Linked DNA regions of Mus musculus: region 2 is linked to region 1. The links are chromatin contacts, called in public promoter capture Hi-C maps. All regions are on one chromosome and are shown on one strand. Each heading gives the region's core, a stretch centred on a gene start, on an enhancer-like site or on the middle of the called end of the contact. The rest is flanking DNA. Distances are from core to core; before and after follow the strand shown.

Evidence for each region. Promoter capture Hi-C pulls out the DNA fragments that hold promoters and counts their contacts.
Region 2: a contact with region 1 is called in a promoter capture Hi-C map of liver, with 1.8 times the contacts expected there. The contact joins the enhancer-like site here to the promoter of Spon2 in region 1. A contact is called at or near these places in 5 of 39 promoter capture datasets (HPC-7-derived erythroid cells, liver, neural stem cells and 1 more), 6 of 15 datasets of contacts at CTCF or cohesin (the G1E-ER4 cell line, the NIH/3T3 cell line, embryonic stem cells and 1 more), 107 of 484 Hi-C or Micro-C datasets (3T3-L1-derived adipocytes, the AML12 cell line, B cells and 61 more), 10 of 115 datasets of contacts at active chromatin or transcription factors (the NIH/3T3 cell line, astrocytes, cardiomyocytes and 5 more) and 4 of 9 other capture datasets (adipose tissue, embryonic stem cells, liver and 1 more).

What each region holds. Positions count from the first base shown.
Region 1 is chr5:33,215,108-33,219,703 of GRCm38.p6, forward strand. Spon2 (spondin 2, extracellular matrix protein) reads right to left here and starts at 3,131. Exons shown (of 6, transcript NM_133903.3): 1 at 2,841-3,131; 2 at 2,137-2,356; 3 at 1,490-1,713; 4 at 1,226-1,417; 5 at 442-616. The coding sequence starts at 2,353.
Region 2 is chr5:33,251,474-33,256,105 of GRCm38.p6, forward strand. The region is part of intron 5 of Ctbp1 (C-terminal binding protein 1); the gene reads right to left. Among named protein-coding and RNA genes, the nearest start is that of Ctbp1, 21 kb to the right of the region's middle. Within about 2 kb of position 2,323, at least 5 of the 459 cell types and tissues checked have an H3K27ac peak or open chromatin away from gene starts, as enhancers often do. A contact at or near this core is called in liver, where this site is marked.

The DNA of each region.
Region 1 (4,596 bases), core at 1,881-4,380:
TCCTCTGTTTCCATAGTATTCACAAATTTAAAAATAATCGGTTTGGAGTTGTAGCTAAATGACCTGATGATTTCCATTTTCTAGATAAAAGTGCAAATGTCCCTATATTCAACACATGCTAAACCAGCCAACCAGCCAGCCAGCCAACCAGCCAGGGGAGAGCAATCACCTACAGGAGGCCAGGAGCCCGGTCCCCACCATTGCAGACACAGGAAGACAGTGTAGTGCTAACAGCAGCTGGGCTGGCAGCTCCCTGAGAAGCCTTAGATGACACATATAGGATCCAGGGCACAACTTCAGCTTGGATTCTTTCCCCAGTTCAGACAGCAGTAGACATGAAGTAGACATAGGAGCTCAGACACACTTTCCCAGCCTCTGCTAACATCCTCCTCCTGCTAGCCTATCCACCCCAGGGTTACAGACGGGAATCATGGAAATTACCTGAAAGGCTGTCAACGATTTCGTTGCCTCGGCTGGCCAGGTCCAGGGAAGGTGGGGCAAAGGCCCTGGGACTCTGCTGTAGCCGCACGAAGGTCACTTTGGCGATGGGAGGTAAGGACTTGAGGCGTGGGTAGTAGAATGAATTTGCTGGGTGGCTGGGCGATGAGGCTGTTATCTGGATGAAGGAAGGAGAGCTGGAGCTGGCACAGGGGTTGGGACGCCCACGTTCAAGTGCATGTTTGGCCTCCTGAGTCAGTACCCAGCATCTAGTAGGACAGTGCCAGCAAAGACCCCCAACTTGGGTCTCATCTGCAAGACTCACAAGCCCAGCATAGCTGGGGGTACCCGCATGGCCTCTCCCCAAGACTGAGACATTTCTCCTGCCTCCCTGAGGCAACAGTGCAGCTCAGCTGAGCCGCCTGTCTATAGAACTCCTGCTTATGCACCAGGCAGGCCTATACATGCCTCCTCGCTGGAAAGGAAGAACTGTGAAAGGCCCTTATCTTCTTCTTCTCTCTACAGGATTGCCAGATCCCAGGCGTTCCACTGTTAACCTGAAGGCACCAGAAATGGGACTACTCTCTAAAGAGCATCCACAGGCTGGAGTGCCCAGAGGTCCGCCTGGGGCGTGGCAAAGCCTTTGCCCTGTCCTTTAGAGTAAACAACATCCTCACAACCAGGCCAGGCACCCTCTTTGTTGCACCCACCTCAGAGACAAGAGCTGCCTGTGCATTGGGGAGTGGCTGCAGCCTATGGGGAGGGGCAAGGGCTGCAGACCACTTACCTCAGTCACTGTGTCTTGTGGGATAGTTGCAAAGTTAGGGGAGGAGAAGGTGAAACCACTGTCGGTCCCTGCATCGTGTGGATAAAGATCCAGGACCACCTGCTCCTTCCAGCGGCCTCCCTCACACAGGTCCAGACTGTCGATGCCCACAAACCAGTCAGGGCTGGGGACAATGCGTACCACGAAGGACACCTGGATGGGACCAGAAGACTTAGCAGCTGCAGCCATCGGGACATACCCTCTCCCAGGCTAGCCACAACTTACCAGCGAGTGCCTAGGGTGCACCTCTAACTCTGTGGAAGTCTGCCCGGTACCGCTAGGGATGGCAGGAGCTGAGAACACTGCGTGCACACTCTGAAGTTTCTCTCCTGCAGCTTCGATCTCCTTCATCAGTGCCCAGGCCTCACCACGCTCAGCAAAGTCCCTCAGCCCATTGCTGACATACTCATTCTTCCGCCACATGCTGTAGTCAGAGCTGTGAGCTGCCCCTGTGCAAAGGCCTGACTGCATGAGTATCCAGCGGGGTGGACAGCAGCAGGGCTATAGACTTTAATCCCACGGGGCTGTCCCCAGGGGACACATGTCCCTCTCCCCCTGCCCCCGCCCCCTCCCCAAATATCAGCTCCCTGACTGAATGGTAAGGAGCCACATCCACTTTGAACACAGAGAGACCGTAACATCCTTCACACTTATGTGGCTAAGACGCCTGGCTGGGTGACTGGTGTCCCCAGCTTTCCCGCAGCTACTGTGCCCTCCAACAGCCACTGGGACAGTGGGTATTTAGCAAGGGCTTCCTGTGTTGGATGTTTCTCAGATGACAGTGACTTGTACTGTGTGCTGTGAAGCCAGCAGGTACTGCTTCCTGCCCTGTAGCCTCCAGGATGAGGCAGAAGGAGGAAAGGTGCCCTTACCCAGCAGAGAGGACCACTGTGCAGGGGGCCGGAACAGGGGGTACTGCTTGGGAAATGCTGTCTGGCTCCACTTGCCAATGAAAGTGATGCTGTATCTAGCCAGAGGCCGGGCTGTACAAACCGATTCTCCCCCCAGCGGCTGGCTCGTGGTGGAGCCTATCATGGCCAGGAGGAAGACCCAAAGAGCTCTGCCCAGGGCAAGACTCACGTTTTCCATCACCTACAGCAGAGGGAGAGAAGAGTTGGCACCTTTAGTCCCAGGGCCCCTGTCCACGGAGCCCCAGGAGAGAACAGAACGAGCTCCCAGAGTGAGATGCCTGCAAACACACCGTTTGGTCCCCAGAATGTCCTTCGAGAGTTTCCCAGATGCCGCCCAGTGAAAAGGGCACCAGGTACGTGGCCGGTTTCACTGCTTGTCTGCAAGAATGTCAGTGTAACTTGTGAACTACAGCCCCCAGGACTGTAGTCCAAGGGACAAAAGGTCAATGGGTTTACAATTATCTCTGTCACACACCTCCTGGCCGCTCTACATTGTGTCCCCTGCACTGTGAAGTGCGCCTGGCTTGTACACTTCATGGACTAGCTGTGCATGGGGCTAGATTAGCAAAGCTGAGGTCATGCCCAGCCCCCAGGGTAGTCTCTGAGTGTTACAGATTGCTGTTCCAGGAGCCCCAGGCCCTCTTGAGATGTGAACAACCACTCACCTGGCAAAAGCGTCAGAGGCAGGCTGCTGGGCTTGTCAGCTGGAGGATTGGTCCCAGAGCTCCCAGATCCTATGTGTGCCCAAGGTTAGTGCCTCTGGCCAGCAGATAGGCCCCAGCTCTTCCTGTCTTCTGCCTCAGTGCCTGGTCCCAGAAAGTGCCAGAAGGGGCTTGAGACAAGGAAGCAAGAGGTTTTCCTGCTGCAGGGGTTCTCTGCTCAACCTTCTCACTAGTTCTGACTGCTGTGACCTGCTCCAAGTTGAGCTCACTCTCCGCCCCCTCGGGCTAACTGCTGCCCTGCCGCACCCCTTTCTTTGTCTTTCCCTCTCCCTTCCCTCTCTCCGCCCTCCTCCCTCCTCTCACAGGCTGTCTCTGGGTGGTGCTGCAAGGGGCTCTGTGTTCAGAGATAGGAGTCTGGGGCCAGAGGCCACATTGGTGCCCTGTCTGAACTTTGCCACAGATGTGGTCGAGATGTGACCCACATTTCTCCACTTGACAAATGTGTGTGTGTGTGTGTGTGTGTGTGTGTGTGTTGGGGTGCTGAGGAGCCCCAGATCTACCAGCTTAGCTGTAAAAGGCTTTGGGGCTCTGGGTTTCAGCCAGCCAGACACCTCTTTCTCATAGGGGTCTGAGGGCCCACTTGGCCAGCCGAAGGAAAGCAGCTCGGGGATTTCAAGCTGCTCCTTGGTCCACCTCCTCCCAGCTTCCAGGCCTCTGGTGTTCCTTTGGACTGGGTAGTAGATTCTGATGTTTACTGCAGTGCAGTGTCAGGGAAATACTCTCAAAACTACTGAGGAAGCCTAAGAACTAAGTAGAAAGAAGAGTGGAGAGAGACGACAAACGCAACCTCTGCCGGGTCCCCCACGTACCAAAATATCCAGGGAGCTGCTCCAAGACACATTCTGGGTTTTGGACCAAGTTAATGTTTCACTGTCAGACAGACAGTGAGAGAGAATAAATAGAATCTGCGAAGCTCAAATGCAAACAAAGAGAATGACTTCACCCTCATTTCAAATAAATAAGGCAGCCACATAGCGGCAACTGTGGACATAGCATTTAGGCACCAGGCCTAGAGACCAAAGACAGACTGCCCCAGAACGTCTCAAGCTGCTGGTGAAAGTCACCAAGAAGCCTAAAGCTTCTGTGGCTGTAGCTACCCGTGTGCAACTCACTTACAATAAGCAAGCTAGCCTGTGTTAACAGCAGTTGCTCAATGGCTTAAGCTGAGCAGCTGTAGGTCGCACATCGAGTAGCGATGTGGCATGGCTTGTCAGCAGTACATATTCCCACCGTGTGGCCAGAGAGAAGATGGTCGAACTGCTGTATCTACTACAGCTCATCCAACCGATGCAGAAGGAAGCCATGACGACAATTAAGCCTGCGTAAACACTAGAACAAGGACTTTCTTCCCCTTTTCAGATAAAGGCGCCCTAAGGCAGCTTAGAAAATCCCACTATGCCTCAACGGACAATGGGCGTAGACAGACGCTCTTATGAAATGGACTTGGCCCTGTGGACCCCGAGGGATCTTTACTGTTGACCTTTCATTCAGAGGCCTGCTCTCCTCTAATTTGCCTTGTGCTCTGTGACTAGCTATGGACCATGCTTGTCATAGGATCCAGGTTTCTCACATCTGGCAAGAGTTCCAGAGCTTCAGGGACCAGGATGCTCACAGTGTTACTGGAGAGGGGATGCAGGAGCCAGTGCTGATTGTGCTATGTGTTTTTGTGTGTGTGTGTGGGGGGGGGGGTCCTTAGAGC
Region 2 (4,632 bases), core at 1,073-3,572, 36 kb after region 1:
AAGAGTTGGCTCAGAGGATAGGAGTGCTTGCTGCTTTTGTAGAGGAACCAAGTTCGATCCCCAACATTCATGTCAAGCAGCTTAGAACCACATTTAACTCTAACTTCAGAGGAATCTGACACTTCCGGCATTTGTGAACACCTGTACTCATATGAACATACCTCTTCCCACACACACACACATACAATAAGAAATAAATCTTGAAAGAAAAAATAATCTAGCAGCAGAGAGGGTACACTGTATGCAATGTATCTGCCACCTTCCTGGCCCAACTGCACAAATCCACATCAGGTGTCATCTGAGGCAAGCCTGGCTCTGTCGTGGGAGCCACAGGCTGAAGGGCATAGCATGGGGACAGCTCCATATATCCACACATCAACAACATGCTGGATACAGATGGAGCAGACAGCTGATAAGAGAATGCTGGGGACATAAGCCTCTCCTGCAGCATCCATCAAGAGACAAAGTTAATACCCACCAGGAAAAGAGCAAAGAGAACAGTCAGGCATGTTGGCAGGACACAGGCAGCTTTAAAGAGGTTAGCCAGGACAGCCTCCCCAGGAAACTCAAGTTTGCAGGAGACACAAAGGTGATGGGAGCAAGTGTGAAGACGCCACTAGAGCATCAGGACCAAGAGGGAGGGCAGGGCCCACCAAGGCTCTAAGTCCCTCCCAATGACTCTACAGGATTATGGCACAGAAGACAGGGAAGGTGCGTCAGGAGGGCCATGAAGGAATGCTAAAGCCAAGGGACACAGCAGTCACAGGCCAGGAGGGAGGCCTCTGCAGAATCCAAGTAGACTGACAGAGGGTCACAGAGAAGCTTTTAATACAGGACAGCTGCTGCTGAGAATGTGAGCAGTAGAGACCTGGAGAAAACCTCCCCATTGTGAAAGCTGGGGGCTGCCCTGAAAATGGGCAGAGGGCGCTCAAAGAGAGTTGTTTCCTGAGGTACCCAAAGCTGTCAGACAGCACCACCCCAGCACAGATATCCCTAACAGCACAGAACAATAATTTTAGGGATAAATGTCACTTACTTTGGCCTCTACTATTTCTTTCTAGACGAGACTAAGTATACCACAAACACTCTAACAGATAAGAGTAAGAACAAGCATATCCACAGACAGCCCAGCCAATGGGATCAGCTGGGAGGACTTCTGATACCTGCTGGGAACACGTGACAGCATCAGAGGCACATGTGAAAAACTGGAGAGGACAGTCAACTGTAGCAGAGAAATGGTCCTTACAAAAGACCCAGTCACCTGTTCGAGAGCTGGAAAAGCTATAAAGAATTCTGCAATGAAGAATCTATTAGAAGATCTAATACCAAAGACAGAACAGCAGCCAATAGAAATGACTCAAACTAAAGCAGAGAGAAAAATGCAGTTTATAAAGCACTGACCATCACAGCTAATGTCAAAGAGGCAAGAACAAAAAATGGTAGCAAGTGTGGCCCAGCAGGGTGTTGAGAAATGCCTGGAGAACCTGCAAACCAGGATCTAGGGAAACTGCAGTATAGCTCAAATATGCAAAGGCCAACTGTGTTTCTAAACACTACAGGAAATTAAAAACACAACTTGTTAACAGTAGTTATCCCTAAAACCAGGCTGGAGGGGTGGTACTTAGGTCCTATCACCAGCACTGAGGAAAGCACAGTAACAGGTTTTACAAACGCTGTACAAACATTGTGTATTGATCACTACAGAACTCTACTAAGAGAAATCAAAACATGAAATAATAGGATTATGTAATGTCTTGAGGACATGGTAAATTTTAGAGACCAGACTCTCACACCACCACAAGGACTAAACAAAACACAAACTGATGAGCTGATTCTAAAGTCAAACTATCAGAAATGAATGACATGGCCAGGTGTGGTGGTGCACACCTTTAATGACTTTAATTTCAGCACTTGGGAGGCAAAGGCAAGCACCTACGTGAGTTCAAAAAAGAATCTTAAACAACCCCTTACACTAAAAGAAAGAAAAAGAAATGAATGATATGGATGATGGTTTGAATAAAAATGGACCCCATAAGACTATAGGGAGTGGCACTATTAGTTGCCTTGTTGGAGGAAGTGTGATTCAGTCTCTTCCTGCTGCCTTCTGATCAAGATGTGGAACTCTCAGCTCCTTCTCCAGCACCATGTCTGCCTGCATAAACCCTTGAACTATAGGGCAGCCCCGACTAAATGTTTTCCTTTAAAAGAGTTGCCATGGTCATGATGTCTCTTCACAGCAACAGAAACCCTAAGACAGACGTTGGAAATGGGGACTGTGATATTGCTGTGATAGGCTGGTCCATGATTTTGTTTGAAGGAATGTGGACTTTGGATTAGAAAAACAGTGGAATGCTTTAAGCATTGCTTAATGGGTCACACTAGTAAGAACATGGAAGGAAGTGGTGCTGGGGGGTGCTGGGGGGTAAATTGAACTGTAGGGCCCTGGCCTAAGAGGTTTCAAAAGATAAGAATTTTAGTATGTGGCCTAGAGATTGTTCTTGTGATATTTTGACAAAGAATAAGGCTACTTTTTGCCTTTGTCCAAAAAGTCTGCCTGAAGCTAAATTGAGTATTTATGGATTAATTAAGTTGGCAGAGGATATCTCAAAACCGCCTAGTATTGACTCTATCCTGGGGTTCTTAGTGCTCTTATGGAAATCTGTAATGAAGAGACACAAGCTGAGCAAGGAAAAAATACAAAATGTACAATTTGAGGAGGAAAGGAACACCAGACTGTATCTTGTGAAGTGGACTCAGTCATGTCATATGATGTTTTTCTGAAATTGTCTTATGAGAAAATGCTTGACTGAGAATAGACACATGGTGCTTTTCTGGAAGCAGCTTGAAAAAGGGCATGTGATGTTTTGCTGGAGCAGACACTTAAGAGGAACCATGATATTTGGAAAGGGTATAAGGATGATTCAGCAGACAGTGGACAAAAGTATGGTATTGGTTCACTTTACTGGTCTTCATTGGGCTTTGCTGATGCTGCTCTTTACTGACGATGCTGTGGCATTGGTTTGCCTTGCCCTCTTTGCTGATCATCTTTGTTGTGACTTCATAGAGAAAAATGTACCAGAGACCTTCTGGTGATGTTCTGGCAGCTTCTTGCTGCTTCCATGGACTCAGGCCAATTGGCAAAGTCACGTAGTTTCTTCTGGATGGAACTGCTGATTCGTGAATGGTGTTTGCAAGTGGACTGAGCTACCACTGCTGATTCTCGTGAACTGAACTGCTGATATCCTGACAGCGAAGATTGCAATCACCCCAAAGAACTATTTCTAAACAGGCCCACATCCTCCTTTGCTCTATGAACCTTTCCTTTCCACTCCCTCTGGTGGGTGGTGGGCTAGAAGGAAAGTTAAAGCAGTTAAGAACCCTAATTAGAGTAGGTTTTGAAAAATCTAAGCCTACAATCATGTGTTCAAGAAGATACACAGATTAAAGAAAAGCCTGATATTAAATGGAATAGAGGGAGTAGTGACCTCAGGGCAAGACTCCACCCAGCTAAGTTTCCAATTTGTGGAAAGGAATTGATGAAAAGTTCATGTCTAAGCATGATGGTGCACACCTTTAATCCCAGCACTGAGGAGCCTGAAGCAAGCAGACTTCAGAGTTCAAGGACAGCCTGGTCTACAAAGCAAGTTCCAAGACAGCCAAGATTAAGTAGTGAAGGAAATTGTCAAAACCAGAAAGCTAATAAAGATGTAATTAAATGAAGGGGCCATGCTTCAACCCCAGTAAGCAGCAGAACTTGGCAGCTTTCAGACACATGGTTCTGAGTTTAAGAGTCAAAGATAGAAAAAAGGGGTTATGGAATCTCCCTCCATGACTAAGAAAGCTACTTAGGCCAGGAATATCCCTGCATGGGGGCCTAGAGAGGGCTACGGAGAAAGAAGCATCATTGTATAGATCAAAGAGAACTGGAGAAAGGAAACACAAGTTTGTTTGAGAATGCACTATGGGTGCTAATCTGAGTGATCTCAACTTGGTTATTGGGGGGGGCGGGAACAAGAGAAGGAGAGAGATTGAGAGTGATTTATTTCTGGACTGACAGATACTACTGTACACTGGGAGTTGGGGTCCAAAAGAGCTAGCAAAATCCAAAAGCGTTTCAATGTCTTTAAAGAAAGTGATGCCTGTTGTGGTGGTCTGAATGAGAGTGGCTCCCATAGGCTCATATATTTGAATGCTTGGTCACCAGTTCATGGAACTATTTGGGAAGGATTAGGAGGTGTGTCATTGGGGGTGGGCGTTAAGGTTTCAAAACCCCACACCACTCCCAGCTTGCTATCATGTTAACATTTATTCATTTTGTCTCTGTCTCCGTCTCCCCGTGTCCCCGTGTCCCCATGTCTCCGTCTCCGTCTCCGCCTCCGCCTCCCTCCCTCCCTCCCTACCTCTCTCCCTCTCCCTTGTGGTTGTGAATCAGATGTAAACTCTCAGCTACTTCTCCAGCACTATGCCTGCCTGCTGCCATGTTCCTCACCATGATGGTTATGGAGACTCTACCCTTCTGGACCCATAAGCCCTCAAATTAAATACATTGTTAAGTTGCCTTGGTCATGGTGAGAATAGAAAAGCAATAAAAAAGTAAGTAAAGATATCTGCCAATATGTTTTCAGAAAGCCC